7 separate regions of the Mus musculus genome follow, and regions 1, 3, 4, 5, 6 and 7 are each linked to region 2. A link is a contact called in public HiChIP or PLAC-seq and promoter capture Hi-C data. All regions are on one chromosome and are shown on one strand. Each heading gives the region's core, a stretch centred on a gene start, on an enhancer-like site or on the middle of the called end of the contact. The rest is flanking DNA. Distances are from core to core; before and after follow the strand shown.

The links. Promoter capture Hi-C pulls out the DNA fragments that hold promoters and counts their contacts. HiChIP or PLAC-seq counts read pairs in DNA pulled down with a chosen protein or histone mark.
Region 1: a FOXA1 HiChIP or PLAC-seq map of pancreatic cancer cells shows a contact between it and region 2. The contact joins the promoter of Coa4 here to the promoter of Arhgef17 in region 2. A contact is called at or near these places in 3 of 39 promoter capture datasets (embryonic stem cells, liver and pre-B cells), 3 of 484 Hi-C or Micro-C datasets (embryonic stem cells and pro-B cells) and 4 of 115 datasets of contacts at active chromatin or transcription factors (bone marrow-derived dendritic cells, embryonic midbrain, large pre-B cells and 1 more).
Region 3: a contact with region 2 is called in a promoter capture Hi-C map of pre-B cells, with 10 times the contacts expected there. The contact joins the enhancer-like site here to the promoter of Arhgef17 in region 2. A contact is called at or near these places in 14 of 39 promoter capture datasets (the 3T3-L1 cell line, the C10 cell line, the HPC-7 cell line and 7 more), 5 of 15 datasets of contacts at CTCF or cohesin (the NIH/3T3 cell line, embryonic stem cells, large pre-B cells and 2 more), 4 of 484 Hi-C or Micro-C datasets (the C10 cell line, the HPC-7 cell line, LSK cells and 1 more), 11 of 115 datasets of contacts at active chromatin or transcription factors (the HPC-7 cell line, Th17 cells, embryonic forebrain and 7 more) and 1 of 9 other capture datasets (liver).
Region 4: an HNF4G HiChIP or PLAC-seq map of pancreatic cancer cells shows a contact between it and region 2. The contact joins the promoter of Mrpl48 here to the promoter of Arhgef17 in region 2.
Region 5: a contact with region 2 is called in an H3K4me3 HiChIP or PLAC-seq map of embryonic stem cells, with 6 times the contacts expected there. The contact joins the promoter of Ucp2 here to the promoter of Arhgef17 in region 2. A contact is called at or near these places in 2 of 484 Hi-C or Micro-C datasets (both in embryonic stem cells), 4 of 115 datasets of contacts at active chromatin or transcription factors (DN3 thymocytes, astrocytes, embryonic stem cells and 1 more) and 2 of 9 other capture datasets (adipose tissue and liver).
Region 6: a FOXA1 HiChIP or PLAC-seq map of pancreatic cancer cells shows a contact between it and region 2. The contact joins the promoter of Ucp3 here to the promoter of Arhgef17 in region 2. A contact is called at or near these places in 6 of 39 promoter capture datasets (the 3T3-L1 cell line, hippocampal neurons, liver and 2 more), 1 of 115 datasets of contacts at active chromatin or transcription factors (pancreatic cancer cells) and 1 of 9 other capture datasets (liver).
Region 7: an HNF4G HiChIP or PLAC-seq map of pancreatic cancer cells shows a contact between it and region 2. The contact joins the promoter of Arap1 here to the promoter of Arhgef17 in region 2. A contact is called at or near these places in 8 of 39 promoter capture datasets (the 3T3-L1 cell line, the C10 cell line, cranial neural crest and 5 more), 1 of 484 Hi-C or Micro-C datasets (bone marrow-derived macrophages), 16 of 115 datasets of contacts at active chromatin or transcription factors (T-cell acute lymphoblastic leukemia, embryonic basal ganglia, embryonic forebrain and 10 more) and 2 of 9 other capture datasets (adipose tissue and embryonic stem cells).

What each region holds. Positions count from the first base shown.
Region 1 is chr7:100,535,791-100,538,651 of GRCm38.p6, reverse strand. Coa4 (cytochrome c oxidase assembly factor 4) reads right to left here and starts at 1,552. Exons shown (of 2, transcript NM_183270.2): 1 at 1,460-1,552. It overlaps Gm39058 (a long non-coding RNA gene), which reads left to right and starts at 1,533. Exons shown (of 2, transcript XR_869836.2): 1 at 1,533-1,848.
Region 2 is chr7:100,930,894-100,933,593 of GRCm38.p6, reverse strand. Arhgef17 (Rho guanine nucleotide exchange factor (GEF) 17) reads left to right here and starts at 1,433. Exons shown (of 21, transcript NM_001081116.1): 1 at 1,433-2,700. The coding sequence starts at 1,855.
Region 3 is chr7:101,411,599-101,414,482 of GRCm38.p6, reverse strand. Arap1 (ArfGAP with RhoGAP domain, ankyrin repeat and PH domain 1) reads right to left here. Exons shown (of 34, transcript NM_001040111.1): 34 at 1,897-2,884. Among named protein-coding and RNA genes, the nearest start is that of Pde2a, 38 kb to the left of the region's middle. Within about 2 kb of position 1,557, at least 27 of the 459 cell types and tissues checked have an H3K27ac peak or open chromatin away from gene starts, as enhancers often do.
Region 4 is chr7:100,581,758-100,584,457 of GRCm38.p6, reverse strand. Mrpl48 (mitochondrial ribosomal protein L48) reads left to right here and starts at 1,328. Exons shown (of 8, transcript NM_198831.3): 1 at 1,328-1,468. The coding sequence starts at 1,448.
Region 5 is chr7:100,492,087-100,494,936 of GRCm38.p6, reverse strand. Ucp2 (uncoupling protein 2 (mitochondrial, proton carrier)) reads right to left here and starts at 1,579. Exons shown (of 8, transcript NM_011671.5): 1 at 1,472-1,579; 2 at 562-723.
Region 6 is chr7:100,471,551-100,474,251 of GRCm38.p6, reverse strand. Ucp3 (uncoupling protein 3 (mitochondrial, proton carrier)) reads right to left here and starts at 1,261. Exons shown (of 7, transcript NM_009464.3): 1 at 1,158-1,261.
Region 7 is chr7:101,346,434-101,349,434 of GRCm38.p6, reverse strand. Arap1 (ArfGAP with RhoGAP domain, ankyrin repeat and PH domain 1) reads right to left here and starts at 1,366. Exons shown (of 34, transcript NM_001040111.1): 1 at 1,236-1,366. It overlaps Gm35219 (a long non-coding RNA gene), which reads left to right. Exons shown (of 5, transcript XR_003946844.1): 3 at 1-1,588; 4 at 1,697-1,793; 5 at 1,875-2,514. Stard10 (START domain containing 10) reads right to left here. Exons shown (of 7, transcript NM_019990.5): 7 at 2,809-3,001.

The DNA of each region.
Region 1 (2,861 bases), core at 303-2,802, 400 kb after region 2:
GTTTGACTGGTGGGGGGAACTGAGGAGCTCAGTGTAGCTGTAGCATAAATCACGTGGAGGCTGAGGCAAAAGATGGGTCTGTGTGGTATGAGGCTGTTTAGTCAGCAATATCCAAATGTGAGCTTATTTGCCCAGACTGCTTCCCAAAGATCATCTGTTTCAGAACCCTACAGAATGCAGCAAGAGAGAACCCTACAGAATGCAGCAAGAGAGAACTCAGGAAAGGCTTCAATAGAGATAACTTCAACCTTTGCAAAAAGTTTGTTACGACGGGGTATAAAGGCGCTAAATGCCTCTTTTCTGTCTTATTCATTAATAGGTGGTTACTGTGTTGTGTGTTGGCTACTATATTAAGAGTATACAAGGGCTGGTGAGATGGCTCAGTGGGTAAGAGCACCCGACTGCTCTTCCGAAGATCGGAAGTTCAAATCCCAGCAACCACATGGTGGCTCACAACCACCCGTAATGAGATCCGATGCCCTCTTCTGGTACGTCTGAAGACAGCTACAGTGTACTTTACATATAATAAATAAATAAATCTTTAAAAAAAAAAAAAAGAGTATACAAACAAGACCAAGCTAGAGACAATTCCTGCCCTCATGGAGTTTACAATCTAGGCAAGTAAACTGGAAGTTTACAACAGTATGTACAGACAGCTGGGAAAACGAGGCAGGTCTAATCTGTCAAGACTTTCTAGAGAACCTGACTTCCAGGATGAAACTCAAGGATGAATGAGTTAGCCAAACATGGGAAAACTATTTCTGGCTAGAGGTAGACACATGAGAGGAATCACAAGTTCGATGACTGGGCTGAAAATGTAGTTTGGTAGTAGTACAAATGTCCAACGTGGAAAAGTAAATTGAATTTGATTCTCAGCCTCGTAAAACACTTCAGTAACTGGAGAAACCAGAAGAGCAGGAAATGAAAATTGGCAGAAATAAGTAAATGATTGATCAGCAAAGCTTTGCAGCCCATGTTAGGAGTTTAAGACTATTATCATGAGGAAAAGGGGTAGGTCACAAGACGATTTAAGCACTTCTCTATATAAACCTCACCGCTACGGAGGCACAATAAAAGGGTAAATGTCTTTGCCTGGAGACCTGTATTATTAGGTAGGGCCGTCAACAAATCATACACACACACACACACACACACACACACACACAAAATAAAATCGCTTTAAGATTCACTAGGTAGACTTTGTAAATAGCACTGCAGTATATGTCCAATACATGTTGTCCTCGGTACTCCTTGAATAAAATGAGTTCAACCCATGCTTAGAAATAAGGGCAGGCTAGATGCCTGACAGCTTGGCAAGGCCTTCTAGTAAGGCATGACAAGGAAGAGGAAGGAGAGAAATACAGGCATCCAAGTCCCCTGAAGCACCTCTCCCAGTTTCAGGAGCACTCCCGCCGTCCCCACTGTGCATCCGGTGTAGGGATGCGTGCGCAGTGCTCACCCGCAGGTGCAGAAGAGCGTGCGAGCGCGTTCCGCCCCAGACGCGGGGATTCGTAGGCAATAAGGACGCCCCCTGTTCTCTCCGCAGGAAGCCGACCCAGCGGGAGCACACACGCGGAAGAACAGAGCCCTCTGCAATTCCCATTGGTGAACTCTCCGTGTAGAGCCCGCCTTCAGCCCGCCTCTTCCGGGAAAGGGCGGAAGGAGCGGACCAATGGAGACCGGATCCTAGGGAAGGCACCTTGGATCGTTCTGAGAGACTGTGTACACACCCTCAGGTGACTCCAGGCCACCTGAGAGTGACGGAGGAGGCGGGTAGCCATTATGCCTTTTCATCAGCAAGAGCTCTGACTGGACCCATGTCTGAAGTGTTACCGCATGGGTTGCCAAGTAAGCTGAAGGGCACAGGATCCAGAAAAGGAATTTCAAATGGGACATTTTTCATTCCCAAGTAAAACAAAGAAACATGTATGCACAGTGTGTCCCATGCCATAACTAGGATCTAGAATGCCCTAATTGCTGAAGTGAAAGGAAGAGGCATTTTCTATTTACATTTGTGTATTTATGTGTGGCGTTGAGGTACACGTGTGGAGAGCAGAGAACAGCAAGAATTGATTCTGTCCTAACATGTGGGTCCTGGTCTTGAACTCAGGTTGTATGGTGGCTGGCAACTTTACTCAGGAACCATCTTGCAGGGGCCAAGGGATTGATCTTTCCTCACTCTGCCTGCCTTCTCTTCCCCACTTTCATTGACAGTGCACACAAGCTCCCTGGAGACCCTTTTCTTAACTTTCCATCTCTCTAGGCTTCAGGGTGGAAAGTGAGTTATTGCACCTAGCCATATCCAGACAACTCTAATCCTCTTTTACCTCTGAATGGCATTCTGTGTCATTCCTGACCATTGAATTCTCTCTCTCTCTCTCTCTCTCTCTCTCTCTCTCACACACACACACACAATCAACCTTCCTAAATTCTGTGAGAAAAGCTCATTTTATTGATTATCTGTCATTTCACATACCATTATTATGTTTTGTATCTATTTTTGGTTTTGTTTTGGGTATTTTATTTGTATTTGGGGGGATAGGGTCTCACTATGTAGCAGTAGCTACTGTGTGTAGTAGCTAGCCTTGAATATGTAGTTCAGGCTGGCCTCAAGCTTGTGGCTTTCCTGCCTTAGCTCTCCGAGTGTTGCAATGACAAGTGTGTGCCACCGGGACCAACCTTGAAGCTTAGTTCTTTACTATGATAAGTGAAGATCATCACACATATTTATGATAAATACATATAGATCATCAAGCATATATGTACTTATATATGTATTTACCATATATGTGTATTTATCATATATCTATGTCTGGTGATTTTCACCTGTCATCAGAGAAGATAAAATTCTACTTTATAAC
Region 2 (2,700 bases), core at 184-2,683:
CACCCACAAAGAGAAAGGCTGCTGGAACTTAAAGGAATCAGACCCTCCTTCTTCATCAAAATCTCTAAAAAAAACCGTGATGATTGACAACTTTAAAGTCTGGATTTGAGCCACACCTAGAGCTATCCTTTCCCTCTGACTTCTGCAATGGCTATTGTGACTTCTCTAATAACATCTATCCCCAAGGGTGGCCTAAGGATTAAATAAAATACTTAAAATGTTACCCGTACGTCCTAGGCAGTCCATATATTTTCATTCATTTAGGTGTGGAGTCCTACATTTAAAGCCTCTGGGCAAAAAGGGACCTAACAGAGGTGCGAAGTTGACATCCCAGTAACCAGAACAATTTTAGACTTGCTAGACTGCAGCAGGAGCGGGAGGGGAGGTCTAGGGTAGATCATTGTTGCAGCGGGAGAGACACCTTCCTGGTCTGGAGGGTGGAGCACCCACAGGTAGGAGTATAGGTTTGGCGGAGGGAAGTTGAGGGCGTTCCCGTGCAAACACCTTTTGTGCAGGAGGCCAAAGAAAGGGCAGAGTGCTTGCCAAAGGGGGCAGGAAACGCCTGTAAGCAAGTGAAACCTTCCTAACCCTTCTATGGTTGGTTGTGGGAAGATGAAGTTTTATCTCTACGGAGTTTGGAGAAAGCGGAGAATCTTGCCCGCAGAGGGCGCAAGAGCAACGTACCCCGACCGCAGAAAGACGTGGGGAGCGGAGTCTTAGAGATTAGAGGACGCCAGGCCTTAGAGGGCAGGGGGCGTGGCAACTGGAAAAATGGCGGGGGAAGTTGTGTGTAATAGTCCTGAGTGGTGGGACTGCTAAAGCAGCATTGGGTGGGTTAAGGGACAGTCAGCGAGGGACAAACCAGAGGGAGGTGGGAGATAGGTGGAGCGTTTGGGAGAGTGAGGGGCGGGACATGGGCGTGGTGCGGCGGGATTCGCCACTGAAGGATGAGTACGGGGCGTGGTCTGAGCAAGGTGGGGAACCACAAGCGCTCCGGTGGGCCTGCCCCACCTACGTCTCCCTGGGCCCCACCTCTTTTCCGGCCAGGAGAGTTTCTGCGTGTACCTGAGTTTCGGTGTGTACCTGAGTTTTTGGGTCTTGGGTTGCCATGTTGGAGCCCCTGCGGCAGAGGTTCCCGCGTGAAAGCGGGGACTACTTTATGCAGAGCTGTCCACTCTCAGCTCCTGTGGGTATCTGAAGGAGTCCCCAGGGAGGATCAGCCCGCGGCTTTCGCAGCCGACTCCCCTAGAGGGTCGTTTTGGTCTACAAAAGTCCTAGCATCCTGTTTCTCCTTCGGCTCCTCCCCGATTCCCTCCCCCCACAGTGTTCCCAGCCTCGCGCGCTCCCGGAGCCCACCCCCTCTTTTGGGCGCCAGGCCCCGCCCCCCGCCCCCTTTCCTCTGCCTCAAAGTTTATTTGCAACAAAAGGGAGCAGAGAGCTAGCTGCTTAGAGGGAGGGAAAGGGAGCTGGAGCGGGAGCTCGAGGGGAGGCAGGCGGGCCGCCGGGCTTGGCAGGCGGACTTTGAGTGCAGGAACCGAGCCTTAGGCCCCTCACCGGCAGGACCGCGATGTCCCTGGCCTCTCCCGCAGAGGCTAAGGCTGGGCCTGGGGTCGCCGCAGGGGCGAGAGGGGCCGCCCAGGATGGAACTCCTGCCTTTTGTAGCCGCGGAAACTTGATCTTCGACTGATAAACCTCTGCTCACGTCTCCGCACCCTCCTCCACAGCCGCCGCACGCTGCGGGTGCAGGACCCAGGCTCTCGGACCGTGGCCACTGCGCGCCCTCGGAGTGGGAGTGCAGGGGGGGTTGGCCGCGGCGTCCCGAGGCCAGCCCCCCCGGAGTGACTAGCACCAACCATGGCGGACGGGTCACCTCGACCCCCACTTTATCGCAGCGTCTCGTTTAAACTGCTGGAGCGCTGGAGCGGCGGACCGGGGCCGAGGGAGGAGGACGCGGACACCCCTGGGTTGCGGCGCCGAGCTTCGTGCCGGCCAGCCGCGGCAGTCCCGGGCCAGCCCTCCCGGCGCGTGTCCAAGCTGGCGTCGGGGCCCCCGGCCGCCCCCGCGCAGCCGCGCCCGCTCCGCAGCCTCTCGCCATCGGTGCGCCAGCTCTCCCGGCGCTTCGACGCGGCGGGTCTGGACGACGACTCCACTGGTACCCGGGACGGGGGCTGCTCCTCCGGCACCACAGAAGAAGCTGCGGAAGGCTCTGAACGTGGGGCCTGGCCCAGCGTCACAGAGATGCGCAAACTCTTCGGCGGTCCGAGCTCCAGACGACCCAGTATGGACTCTGAGGCCCTGGGGTCGACCAGCCCCGACAGAGTTTCGTGGGAGCCCCCAACTCGCGATCCCCGGCAACCTCCGACGCCACCTCCTCGAACGTGCTTTCCTCTGGCTGGCCTGCGTTCTGCGCGGCCGCTGTCCGGGCCCGGGATCGAGGGGAGGCGACGTCGGCAGCACCAGCAACAGGAGCGGGCGCAGCGTCCGGCGGATGGTTTACATTCTTGGCATAGCTTCTCCCAACCGCAGGCCGGGGCCCGGGCCTCCTCCTCCTCCTCCATTGCCTCCTCCTATCCTGTCAGCCGCAGCCGGGCTGCTAGTTCCAGCGAGGAGGAAGAGGAGGGACCGCAGTCGCAGCTTGGGCCTCAGAGTCCGGCCTACCTCGGCGGCCACTCTTCGGGCAGTGACGAGGACCCAAATGGT
Region 3 (2,884 bases), core at 308-2,807, 480 kb before region 2:
TGAGCCCTTCATGAATCCCTCTGAGCAGCATCCTCTCTCCTCAAGGGTTTCCTCCTCCCCCACACCACTTACTCATCTGCCCCACGTGTGCGGCAAAAGCTCTGCACACAGCAGGTATTCAACAAGTGCTTGGTGAGTGAGGGCTGAACACAGGAAGTAGTCACTAAGTGCTGGCTGAACCTCTCAAGCTCTTCTCCTGTATGTCACAAAGATGTCACTGCGGATATATCTAGGAAGACTAGCAAGGGGCACGGCTGGCACTTCACACTTACCTGCGCCTGCTCATTCAGTGTTCCCAGGAGGCTATCGGGATGCAGCTTAGCTCCAAAGGACAGAGAGCACACAGACGATCAGAGATCTAAGTAACTGTCAAAGCCACGTGGACTATAAAGGATATCTGCCTACCCATCTATGCTTTCCAAAACAGAACTGTGGGCAGGCAGCAATAAGAGCCAGGGGGTAGGAAAGAGGTTCCATGCCCCCTCCAGCCCCAGGGTTAGTACGGAGGTAGCAGGGTCCAGCTTTACCCCCACCTGTCTCACTACAGCCTGTGTACCCAGAGCTCCCTGGAGCCAAGGGTTCCTGGGTCCTCACTGCTGGATATCATGCAGAGTGGGAGGGTTGAAATGAAGGAGCCAGAAGAGAGAAAGGCAGATACCCCAGCCCTCTTCTGCCCCATATCCTACCCTGCCCACTTTTCCCCAACACTCCACCAGCAATGCTCGGTGCCCAGGCTGTGCCCTACTACAGCCTTTTCTCTCAGAGTTCCCTCCCTATTCTCCTCCCCAACATCCAATCCCACCCCCAACCACACTCCTCCAGGAAGTCCTTCCTCCTTCAGGCTCCCACCCCTAACTCTGGGCTCCTCCCATCCCAAGCAACCTAAAGTACCAAGTGCATCCCTCCCTTCTGGCACTGGCTCCAGTATTAGGAATCCTTGAGACAACAGAACCTTCTGCTCTGCCCCCCCCCCCCAACACTGTAGTCACAGGTATTTTTCACGAAGGTTGAGTCTCAATCCTGCAGGGATGTGACCTCACGCCAAGGGAAAGCACTCTACAGTGTCACATAGTGCTGGCTACGGGGAGCGCTCACAAAAGGGGAGAACAGGCTAAGAGCAGGAGGAAAGCTGAGGAGACTCTAATGTCAGGCAGGGAAAGCTGAGAGCAGAGGCTCAGGCTTAGGTTTGCATTCTGTAGGCATTGGGCGAAGGGCTCCTCTCATGTCCTAGAGCCCAGGAGATCAAAGCAAAGCACCTCTACTGTGCTGTCTTACAACACATCACTAGTTGCTGGCCAGAGGCAGGGCTGAGTGGTCCAGCTGGCAGAAGAACAAAGCCAGATCCAGGAATATCACTGGGAGGGGAAGGAGAGGAGGGAGGGAGGAAGTGTTGCAGGTGTAGGGAGGGTTAGGAGGTGTTACACAGACCCTGCTCAAAATTTGCAACTATGAGTGGTCCATGACTGCCCCCTAGTGGCCAAATGCAGCTCCCCTCTGGCTAATCCCTAAACCAGAGTAATGACAGTGCCAGACCAGCAGAGGGCACCTCTAGTTGTACCCTCTTCCTTGGTCTCTGGGGTTGGTGGACAGTAGATCAAGTTCAGGGAGGAAGCAGCTCTTGGGCACATAAGCCCTCTAGCCATGTCCTGCCTGGAGGACATGATAATTTGGCTTGGAGCAGCTCCCTGAAGATAGGACAAAGGGATGGGGACCGTAGCTTGTGCAACAGGTTAGTAGAGCTCAAGGATCGTGTGCTGTCTCCTGGCAAACACCCAGGACACATGTCCAGGTGTACATCCAGGTCCCCACTGGGGCCACCTACTTGGTAAGCCAGGACTGAGGTGCCAGGCCTATGGCTAGGACCTGTGGCATCAAGAACTGACAGGAAGGCACAGCCGGGGTTCAGAGCTTTATAGGTGATGGGGGGGTCACAGATGGCACAGGTACCCCAGTCTTATCCAGCTCTGCTCTGCCCCTTTCGAGGCTAAGGACAGGACACCAGCAAGTCTGCTCACTAAGCCTTTGAGATAGGGTGGCAATGAGACTCCAGAGAAGGCAGAAGCTTAGCACTTTCCCAGAAGTCTCCAGTCTGTCTTTGAGTAGCTGGTGACCTCTGTAGGTCAGCACTTCCCTCTGAAGGCGATGCCCTGTGATGTGAGAGGCAGACTCCACTCTGGAAGCACACGCATAGTGCCCAGGGTAAAGCCCCCTTCACAGTCCTCCAAAGCTTGTGGTATGCACTGTGGCCTCGTGTCTCCAGCACGAGGCTCTGAGTAGCTGTGCCGGGGTCACTAACACAGATCTAGGCCCCAGCTCAGATGGTTGCAGGGACCGGGACTCAGACTAGCTGGGGTCTGCCTTGTCCTGAATCAGAAATTCCATAGCCTGGCTGTACAGTGGCACAGTAGGTACAGGGCCAGGCCAGGCCTCTGCCAGGACAGTGGAGGGTAAATAGCTCAGTAAACATGCAGAGGGTAGACTCAGGCTCCTGGCTTCAAAGCCCCAGCATTCACCTCTGGGCTTCACAGCCAACTGTACCCTTAGCCTAGGACACCAGTGCCCACAAACCATCACAGGCCTCAGCACCATAGGGTAAAATATACAGATATATTTATATTATCAAAAAGTATCCAAAGTGGGGAAGGGATAGCAGACAGCCACAGCCTGGGCCTCCCTGCCAGCACACACCAGAAGAGGGCTGATGTCCCCAAGTCCAGAAATCACCCTGCAGAAGCTTCCCACGAGCTCCCTTGTAGACCCCCGGGAGTACGTTCAGAGTGTCACCCTTTCCATTTGGGAGCCTGTGGGAAGGGGGTGGGCTCCCTCCCAGCGGGGCCCCAAACCCTTCTCCTGCACAGCTCCTGATTTCTGTCCATCTTTCCAA
Region 4 (2,700 bases), core at 79-2,578, 350 kb after region 2:
GCTCTGTAATGATTTAAATGTGCCATTTAAGGGCAGGAACCACAAGCTATTCATTTTTGTGTTCCCAGGATTCCATCAAAGGACTGGCAAAAGGTATTGCTAATTAAATAGTTGGTAGCTGAGTGTAGTGGCCTAAGCTTGTTATCAAAGCACCTTGGAGGCAAATACAAATTCAGAGCCAGCCTGGTCTACCCTGAGAGACCTTTGTCTGTAAAATCGAGCAGTTTCTCTCCGGGAGGCTTGTGAGGAATAAAGCGAGCTACTGAATATGCCAGCAAGATTTTGATGAAGGGACCCTGGTCTCATATGAGGCTATGTCAGTGCCTGGCAAATACAGAAGTGGATACTCACAGTCATCTATACGATGGAACACAGGGCCCCCAATGAAGAAGCTAGAGAAAGCACCCAAGGAGCTGAAGGTCTGCAACCTTATAGGTGGAACAACAATATGAACTGACCAGTACCCTCAGAGCTCGTGTCTCTAGCTGCATATGTAGCAGAAGATGACCTAGTTGACCATCACTGGGAAGAGAGGTCCTTTGGTATTGCAAACTTTATATGCCCTAGTACAGGGGAATGCCAGGGCCAAGAAGTGGGAGTGGGTGGGTAGGGGAGCAGGTCGGGGAGAGGGTATAGGGAACTTTCAGGATAGATTTGAAATTTGAAATGTATATAAAGAAAATATCTAATAAAAAAAAAAAAAGAAGAAGAAGAAGAAGCCAGGCTTGGTGGTGCATGCCTTTAATCCCAGCACTTGGGAGGCAGAGGCAGGCTGATTTCTGAGTTCGAGGCCAGCCTGGTCTACAAAGTGAGTTCCAGGACAGCCAGGGCTACAGAGAAACCCTGTCTCAAAAAACCAAACCAAAACAAACAAACAAGCAAACAAAAACAAAAAAAGAAAAAAAAAACTGTGAGCTACTGAACGAAAAGTATTGCACATCATGGCCTCTCAATAAAAGATAATTATTCTTAATTACTATGAGGATATGGAACGCTAGGAAAGTTCACCTGGGGTTAATCAGCTCCAAAGTCGAGGTAACAAGTCAAGATTTGCATACGAGACGCTGGAATAAATTAACCAGACAGGATCTGTGTCCTAAAGGAATTCAATCAAAATAGAGAAGAGAGACATTAAATAATATGTAGTCTCATAGGTGAGATACCAAAATTATGTGAAAAGCACTCGGTAACAAAGACGGCAATCCATACTGCCCAGAGAAATCACAGGGAAGGTGACAGGAGCTGGGGTGAGGGTGGAATCTGGGGAGAGTTTTATCCCTTGGGTTTTAAAAACTTCCGGAACCAAGATGCTGCGTGAGCAGAAAGCGTCTCGGTAGGATTTGGTGGACGGACGTGATGAAGACCTTTCCGGCCCTGTTTCCAGACGCCTGGGGTCGTGATTGCTAGGGTGGATCTTCGGTTTGCTCAGAAGCCGCTGTGGTCGAGAATGAGCGGAACCCTGGGAAAGGTAACGCAGATTCCACGCACGTAGGGAGCTGAGGAAAGCGGAAGGGAAAGCAGAGCTGGAAGGTGTTTGCGTGCGGACGTTTAGGCCTAGGACTCTGCGAACAGGCCTTTCCCAGCAGTCCCTGCGGCGCCTCACTGTCAATTCTTTCCCCGGCCCAGGGCGAGCTTGCCAGTCTCGTGCCACGCCCCCTCCACTTGTCACCCTCGCTGCCTCGTGCCTAGGAAAGGGAGAGTCCCCACACACGGAATATCGTCCCCTTAAATTGTCTGACCTTGGGCAGGTCATCTACTTTTTACATTTAATCATCTTTTAAGAGAATCCTCGCTGAAGTGGTTGGGATGTGAATGAAGTTACTCGGTGATAAGAGGAATACAATAATGATAAATTACACTTTTGCTTACAAAATCTTATTTGAGAGCATTTCATAAAACCGAGCGAACCAACCATTTCGTTTTGTTACTCTTGGCTTCCAAAATATTAAGAGACTATTGCAGAACCAGGTGAGCCTTCTTTCCTTTTATGAGACGAGGTCTCATCATGTAGCCCAGACTGCTCATGACACAAGTCTCCTGCATCAGTTCCCCCCAGTGCTTGGATAACAAGTACGCATCACTACCCCAAGCCACACTACCATTCTTAAATCTGGTCCTTGTTTTTCTCTTCCCTTAACAAAGTTACCAGATCTCAGTTGGTCTTTTCCACTTGTGTCATATTGCTTAGGTTGTTGTTGTTCCTGTTCTCTTCGTATTGGGGTTTTATTCCAGGCATTAATTATAGAGACTTTATCACCATAATGTATGTATAAATCAATATGGTCATTGCCATTTTTGGATGTGGGACTACCCTTGAATGTCTCTAAATTTGAGTTTCTCATCCCATCCTTCATGAAGGGACCCACTAGTTCTCTTTAGCCAATTTGTGATAACAGGTCTGCTGCAAAGATAATAGAAATAAACTTCAACATTCCATTCTATTCTCTGGTTCTATTTATCTTCTTTCCAAGGAAGGAAGAGAAGATCAGTATGCAAGGAATATAATTTGCAATAGTGCAGAAGAATCCATGGAAACCTGGCACTAAGGCCATCATCTAACAAAGCCAGGAATTGGGGTAGTGTCTTTAATCATAGAACTTGGGAGGCAGAGGTAGGAGGATCAGGAGTTCAAGGACAGCTGTGATTATAGATTTAGTTTGAAGCCAACCAACCTAAGCTACTTGAAACCTGACCTCAAAA
Region 5 (2,850 bases), core at 330-2,829, 440 kb after region 2:
ACCCAATTTCTAATCTCATTCACAGGGACATCAAAAGCTAGGACAAAAGAAAAAAAAAAAAAAGAATGGAAGCTCAGACCAGCAAGATGGCTCAGTGGGTAAGGGTGCTTGCCATTGGGACACAGATGGTAGGAGGCCTGAGTTGTCTTCTGACCTTCATGTGCGTGCCACAGCACCCGTGTGCCTTTACATAAACGTGCATGCACACACATGCACACGTGAGCACACACGTGAGCACACATACACACCACATACACACACACCATAACACACACACACACACACACACACACACACACACACACACCATAAGCTTCTGCCCCAGCTCTGCTGTTGACTGCCAAGGCCACCTGGAACCAGTCCCCACCCCACTCAGGTTCTCCCCTTATACACTGGGGTCCGCCATCTTTACGGGCCAGAAGGTGATCAGGGATGAAGAAGGGGATTGCTGAGCTGTGAAGAGGCTCTCATCAGGGTGGGAGGAGGGGAATTTTTATTGTCTTGCTGAGCAGCCCTAGGCCCCAGGCCTGAGAGAAGGCTTCCTTAGCCGGGACTCCTTACCTGGAGGCTGCTTTGAGGTCTCAGGCTGAGGCCTCCAAGGTCAAGCTTCTCTAAAGGTGTCTCGTTCTTCAAAGCTGCCGGTGGCTACCATGGCCCGATCCCCTCGATTTTCCATAGAAAATGGCTGGGAGACGAAACACTTAAAGTTCATACTATTGTGTCCTGTGGGGGAGAGGAAGGAAGCCAAGTTTAGAAAGGAAGATTGTCTTTGCAGGACCACCGCCCTGCAAGGAAGGGTCATCTGTCACACAAGTCCTTTCAGACAGCCTTGCTGGGAGGGACCCATGCAAGGCTCAGTTCTCACTCAGAGCAGCCAGGGTCTAGGGGAAGAACTCAGGAGTCTTTACTCCCACACGTTGGCTCACTTCCAAATTTGTTTCTCAGACAGTTATGTAGACAGGCAGCTGTGCTGTGCCTGGGGGATACAGTCACAAAACTGTTGAGTGGAGCATTATATCTATTTGTGTTGAATCAGGATAAGGCAGGTCCAGTCTCCCTGTGTCCCTACTTCCACCTCCGGCAGGCAGCCACATAAGATAGTGTAACAAAGGCCAAACAAACTCCAAGGCTCCTCCAGGCACAAACAACCCTTGATACAAGAACAGGCTTTAGGGCACATGGCCCAGAGCCTCCTGGTGACAGTCATTCTGATCTTCGCTGACGTGAAAGCCCCTTCCCCCACCCCGCCCGGGTCAGGCTGGGAACATCGAGGCTGAGGGGAAGAAGTAAAGAGATGAAGGTTTTAACCTTCGACCAACTGGACGTCAGAGGCAAATAACAAAGGGCGTATTTAGGAGGAAAGAAACCTAGAGAGGGCAAATTAGGACTCCAGGGAAGGGAAAAGAAAGAGAAAAGACAGATGGAGTGGGAGAGAGCAGGTGCGGCCAGCGAAGGGATGGGGCACGCTCACCGGACCGCAGGAGAACACAGGAGTGCAGAAGGCTGTGTCCGACGGCGGGAGAGTGGTGGCTGCCCAGGAAGCTGGCGACCCGACGACACCGAGGGCGGAACTGACAGTAGCTGCGAACCCGCGCCTACAGAACTTAAGTCTAGAGGGCGTGGTCGGGGCGTGGCGTGACGAGGCGGAGCCAGGGCGGCCCACGCCCCCGGGTGAGGAGGCGTTTCCATCTGTGGTTGCCTGAAACCCCTAGGTCCCCCCAGAGGCTCCAGTCTCAGATCTTCCCCTTCTATTCCCGGGGCAGACAATCTCTTTGTGAGGACAGGCAGACTGACTGGCCAGCTGCTCTGGATCGCGACCCCTTACCCCTTCAAGTCTCCCCTCCCCCTCCCTGCAAGGCACCTGGGGACCGGGCGGAGCGCGGGCTTCGGGGACCGGAACAAACCCGGGTGTGGTGACGGGGCAAGGCTGGCGTTCCCGCCTTCTGCCGCTCCCAGTCAGGTCCCGGGGGACACTGGCACCTAACGGCTGGAGTGGGGCGAGAACACCTGGCCTCCCCTCCCCTCTGCACCGAGTGCAGCCAGGCTGGCGCCCCGCAAGGAAGAGGGCAGGGCAGAGCCTCGCCTGTTGCACTCCAGCCCAGCGAGGACAAACTCAGCAGGTGGACGGGACCTCAGCGAGATAATGGCCACGTAGGAGTGGGGGACGTGAAAGCAATACTTGGGCCCTGTGTCGGGGACTAACGTGCATTGTGGGGGTAGGAAGCAGGTCTCAATTTGCCTCAATTTGTGTTCAAGCTTTGGTACTCTCCGTCGGTTTCTTCTTTTGTTTTTATCCTCCTTAGCCCCGGAGTTTTAAGAGATTAGATCAGGGCGTGGAACCCTTTTTGCTTGCCTAGGAATTAGGCGCCCAAGAGCAGGAAGCCGGGGACCAGGGGTCCGAATATACTATAATAGAAGCTCAAGTAGGTTTGGGCTGCTGTGGAAAGTGCAGTGGGAGGAGGGGGCTGGGTGAACGTTTGTGGAAAGCAATTACTATGCATCAGGTAGGCGGCGCAGGCACCTAACGATAATCTTTCCAGGTCATCATTAACCATTATTTTCCAGAACAAGAAAGTGTGAGAGGCCCCAGACCTTAATAGGACCCCAGACCTTAGCACATCTGACTCCATGATGGAAGTACCATTCAACTGTAAAACTCAGCACACAGACAGAACCATCAATGTCCATCGTTCTGGAAAAATCTCTAAATGTACTGATCTTACCTTTTGGCTTCTGTGGTTCCACTACTGGCTAACTTGTTTTGTTAGCTGAAGTATGTCACCCTAAAACATGGGTTTTGTGCTTAAAAACGTACCCAGGAAAGGATCCTGAACACCCAGTGTGGCTTTA
Region 6 (2,701 bases), core at 12-2,511, 460 kb after region 2:
CACGGAGGCCAGGCGTGTCCCTGGAGTTTTTGCTTCCCTGTCAATCCGGGCTTCCCTCTTGTACCCACTTTGTCCTCTGCTACTTCTGACCCTACTGTCTTGTAGCGCTGCCCCATTATCAGTGACTCTTCTGGCTCTGTCGGAGCCTCCAGGCAGGGACAAGATCAACTTACCCTCCTCTGTGAAAACTGTTATAGGGAAGGTCTTAAGTCAGACCATCGTGCCAAAATGAGGAGACAGGAAATGAGGTCAAAGATGATCTCAGGGCCCTTTGGTAGAAGGCTGCGAATGCCAAGGTTACACTTAGTCCAGGGTGGGTGGGGGCCTGGGCCGTCAGAGCATGCTGGTGCAGGCAGCAAGAATAGATGAGAAGGGAGCCTTGGGGCTCTAACACCACTGAGGATACTGCTGGAAAGGTGCTCTCAAGAGACACTGAAGCACGAACTTGGTTAAGAGCTTGCAATTGTGTGTACCCAAGTTTTGAAGGAGTGCCCCCAAACCATCCATCAGAAAGAGAAAGGATGAGCAGACAGACTTGAGTATGTGGGTGAGGCTACAATGCCTGGCGCAGTAGGGAACGCCCTGAGGTCTGAGCTTCCCAACCTCCTCCTTGGCGCACCTCGGTTATTATCGGTCTGATGCCCCCAGCTGGAAGTGGAAGTTGAGAACAATCCTCACCCTGTAGCTCTACTGGGGTACCCACAACATGAGGTACTCTAGCCTATAGGGCCAACCCAACTCTCTCCAACAATACATCCGCATCAAGGATGCCACTAGACAGAGTGACCACGGGCTCTAGACCAGGCTTCAGGCCAGAGGTGCCCTCATCATCTCTACCCAGGAAGGGCCCCAGGATCCTTGCTGGAGAGGGCTTTGTGCTCCGTGGGGATCCTGGGCCAAAGGAGAGGGACACTTTTCATCTGGCATTTGTAAGATCCCAGCAGAGGAGTCAGCAAAACACGGGAGTTGTGAGGAGTCACATAGATGTGGAAGTCAAGGCCCTCCCCAGGCCTGCAGTTCCTTCATCTTTACTAGGTGGGAGCTAGACCGGCTCACTCTCGGTCTCTCACGCAGTGCTGAGTGATCCCAGCAAGCTCCTGGCTGTGAGCATCCATGGAAGGGAAAAAGGGAGAGGAGAGCAGAGTATGGGGTCTTACCTGTGCGTCTAGCCAAGGTTGGGTAGTGCAGGGCCACCCTAAGGCTCCACTCCATTAGGTAGCAGCAGGATCTGACGGCCGGGCCTCACCATTCACTGTTGTCTCTGCTGTCCCTGGCTCGGCACTGGCCCTGTGCACCAGCTGACCTGAAACCTAATTCTGAGAAGCTAGTTGACAGTCTGATCACTTGACAAGAGGCAGGCTGCGGGGAGGGGACCAGTGAGTTCCAGATCTGGTTTAGCTTCCGTGACCTGGGGCTCTTTAATGTGGCTCCTTTGAGCTTTCAAGAGGAGAGCTACCTTGGTGGCCAGGAGGTGTGTGACAGCATTTGTCACCTTTGAGAGCCCAAAGGACAAGGTCTCTTAGGACAGGGGCTCTCCAGGATCCTATACAATGGTTACAGGTGTCACTTCTTAGAGGCCTGACATTCTCAAGAGGGGAGAGGAGAAGACGGGGCAGAGAAGGTAGAGGACATCTTGGTGCCAAGATATGCTTGATATTTCAGGCACAGCGCTTCTATTTCCCACATCTCTAGGAAGCAGGATCCTAAATTTAAAAACAAAGGACAACAGATGTATTGTACACAGCATGTGATTTGCCCACATAGAGCACACAATAGTGTTTAGTACAGTCTGGTTGATCAACTACTACATGCTAGTTCAGAACACTTTCATCATGGCTCAAAGACAAAAACAGAACAAGTCACCCCCTTTCCCTTCCCCCAGCTTCAGGCAACCACTCGTCTTTATTCTGCTTCTTAATTTGCTTGTTCTAGATGCTTTGTTTGAGTAGGATTATATAGAATGTATAGCCTCTTGTGGCTGGTTTCTTTCACAGTGGTGTTAACACACTGCACTGTACCGGTAGACACTGACGTACTGTGTAGAGCCCTCATGTGTCAATGCTTACTTTACACAGAAAACTGACTGTCAAGGACAGACAGCTAGGTCACTGCAGGCCTGACTTGCCTGTAACCTATACCACACTTTGGGTCTATCAGCTGCAATCCTGATTCCTCATGACATGGACATGCTGGGACCGGAGATGGGGCAGGGTGAGCAGAATCCCTTGCAGCAACCACCGTAGGCTGGTCCATCTGCAGGCGCTGAGGTTAAAGACTGGGTGGGCACAGCTGAAGTTGGGAGCCAGGTGGCATAGAAGGGAAACTAAAAGGAGAGGGGAGAGGAGATAAGTAGGACAGAGAAGGTAGAGGACATTTTGGAACTTGAGCGCAGCGCCATGGCAGGGTGGGTGCTGTGACATCTAGACTGTCTATCCTGTTTCTTGGACCAGGACCTGCTCACTGCTTTGAGCTCAGTCTGGAACTATTAATCTGGACATGGGCAGGACTGTGGGAACCATGTGGGGGCTGGGGCTACAAGTAGAAGTCAAACTAGAGGCAGCAGGTTCTGGAGAAACCCAGAGGGAGGAGAGCTCAGGCCTAGCTAGAGTCAAACCTCTGCTGGGAGTTTTAAGGTTGGCTGCTACAGTCTCTGGGTCACCAGAAATACTTTCCAGGCATCTGTGGAGGGCATGCATAAGGA
Region 7 (3,001 bases), core at 117-2,616, 420 kb before region 2:
CTTGTACCCTATTCCAGTGAGCAAACGGTCACTGGGGAGCAGGGTCCCCAGGCCGGGGTCTAAATAAACTTTAGCCAGGTATAAATCCCAAGGATGGGTTCTCTGCACATCCTCCCTTGCCACCCCTTACAGCCACACCCACATCCCTTGCCTCTCCTCCGGAAGGTTATCAGTATCCCTGCTGTGCGGCACAAGCTCTGCCCTCACCTTGCAGCCAGTCTTAGCAAACAGCCACTTAACTACCAAGGCTCATCCAGGCATCCTCTCCTCCCCAGGTCTGCACCTGTCCACGCCTGTCTCTGGGTTCTGCTGAATTTCTTCTACCCTATAATGACGCTGCTAGGAGCCTAGGCTTCCCTTAGCAGGACAGTCACAACTTTCCAAGTACAGGTTATCAGGGTCCCCTGGACCCAACAGTAGTCAAATCCTTACCTGAGCATCCCCAAGTCTAACCCTGAATCCCGAACCCCCAGTCTAGGCATTAGGGAAGCTTTCCCTAAGACACTGAATTTAGAGAAACATAAGTCAGACAACCTGGCTCCTAATCACCCAGCACCCAAATCTACCCACGGAGATCTGTGTCCAAACACCTACCCGCCTCCTCCCCAAAAGCCCCCATCCCCCGCTGCACTGCAAACCTGCTCTAAGCCCATCCACCCATTCCCAGCCTGACCCCATTCAACGAACACACCCCTTCTTTCCTGGCAACTGGGCCAGGTAAGCTCTAGAGAAACCATGCCCCCATTAACTGGTGGGGAATTGAGGTGCGGAGGACGGAAGTAGCTTGCCCAAGGTTACCAACACCTCAGGTCCAGGGCTAAAGTCCTAAAGCTTTGCGAGGCTGTACCAAAGCCTCAGGTCCACGGCTAAAGTCCTAAAGCTTTGCGAGGCTGTAAGAATGTCCGGGGTAGACTAGGTAGAAGTCTTCATTTCTCAAGTGGGAAAGCCAAGCTGCCTGACGCTACTGGCTCCGGAGCCTGCAAGCCCTAAAGCAGAAGAGCTGACGGCTGAAAGCTGGTGTCCACCAGCTCACTTTCTCTGTCCCTACGAGTCTGGCTAGATGACTTCACCTCCAGAGGCGACCCCACTTCACTTCATCCCCAGGCAAGAGCGCGCACCAGATGACCCCGGGAAAATTGAGCGGGTGGGGGTGGGGGGCTCACCATTCCCTTCTGAGGAATGGGGGCAGTGCAAGCCACAACTGGCGATTGGGAGGTCCCAGCAACCTCACTGACCTGTTTTGAGCGAAGAGAACTCCACGAGGTGGGACTCGGGGTCCCGGTACCGTCTGTCACACGCGGCCGCAGCCAACTCGCGGCAGCGGTCCGGGCGCGCCCACCTCGCTCGGCGCTTCCGCCCGCCCCACGTGACACCGGGGGACGTGAGGGCGGGGAACGGGCAGGGAGCCGGCCGGTCCCGCCCCCAGCCTAGTCCGGATCTTCAATACCCTAGGCAGACCGGACCGCCGGGTTTGTGTCTCTCCTTTATCCTTAGCTTGCTAAGGCTTTGAGGCTCATGTCTAGTCTATCCTGTCCCTGCTGAGACTCCACGGATCCTTGAGTCTCCATGCCTCGACACCCCTGTTCTGGTGAGTCTATCCTCTGGGAGAGGACACACACACAACCATTGGAGGCGGGACAACCACCTTCCCTGGGAGTCCTGTGCACCATTCTTAGTACTCTGCTTCTGTCCCCAGGACTGCATCTCCCTGCAGAAGGCGCTGGGAAAGGCCCACCAGAGTCTGGCAGCTTCTCACCTCCTCCCCAGAGAGATGAAATCCCTAGACTTGGCAGGTATTTCTGGATCCTGAGGCTAGCCTCTGGGACCAGCCAAACCAGGGGCCTTAATTTAGCTGGGCTTCCATTTTTCCATAGGAACAGTGGGCATATTTGGAAGAACAGTCATCAGCAGGGTGGGTCAAGGGGCTTTTGCCCTGAAAGGAGGAAGATGCCCTTTAATCAGAGCCTATTACATGCCTGGTCCAGTGGTGAACAATTTGTTCTGATTAATTAAAAAAAAAAAAAAACTCACACTTGCATAAGGGTAAAAATTATCACCCTAGGTTATAGGTTAGGAAATGAGAGTCTGACATTCTCAGGGTGTTCTCAAAGCCATTATGGGCAGACCTAGGGCTGGATGTTCCAGGTGACAGGGTCCTGTCCAGGCCTCTCCACAGAAACTGTTCTCTGGGAAACACTTGACTGTTAGCCCAGTAAGGTTTTCCACTGGCAGGGCTTTCCAGGAGAGGTGAATAGGGTCAGATCTTGAGTTCTTTCCAGACCCCAAGTTCTTGTGGTGCCAAAAATACCAGAGAAAAGCAGGGCCTAAGACTAACTCTGGGACTCGGCATCCCTTGGACAGCAGAGGCAGCCCAGGCTTCCCTCTAGATCTCAGAGCAGCTAGGCATAAGTGAGGGTTGACACTTGGTCAGGGGACCTCACGATTCCTGTGACCAGCCTAAGGTCTTTAACACTAAGTGCAGTGGAAGTGTCTTCACCAGTACCCACCCCTCCCCCTCCTCCAGTACCCACCCCTCCCCCTCCTCCAGTACCCACACCTCTCCCTCCTCCAGTACACACCCCTCCCCCTCCTCCAGTACCCACCCCCTCCCTCCTCCAGTACCCACACCTCCCCCTCCTCCAGTACCCACACCTCTCCCTCTTCCAGTCCATACCCCCCTCCCTCCTCCAGTACCCACCTCTCTCTCTCCTCCAGTTCACACTGCCTCAACTCAGTTCTGAGGCCTTCAGCCCTAGTCTTTGACCTGTGAGTCCCTCCCCTTCTTTCTGTGATGACAGGAGCCAGTCAGAGTATGCCAGATCAACTGTTTAAAGCTAGCTTGGACCAGAAGTCCATCACACAGTAGAAGCCTGACCTCAGGTTAGACCAGCTCCTCTTAAGAGCCCTGAAAAAATGAGCAAACCACCTTTGTGACCAGAAAAATGAATGTGCAAATGAACGAAAAGAAAGGAACCACAGGAAAGGAGGGGGCAACAAGCTC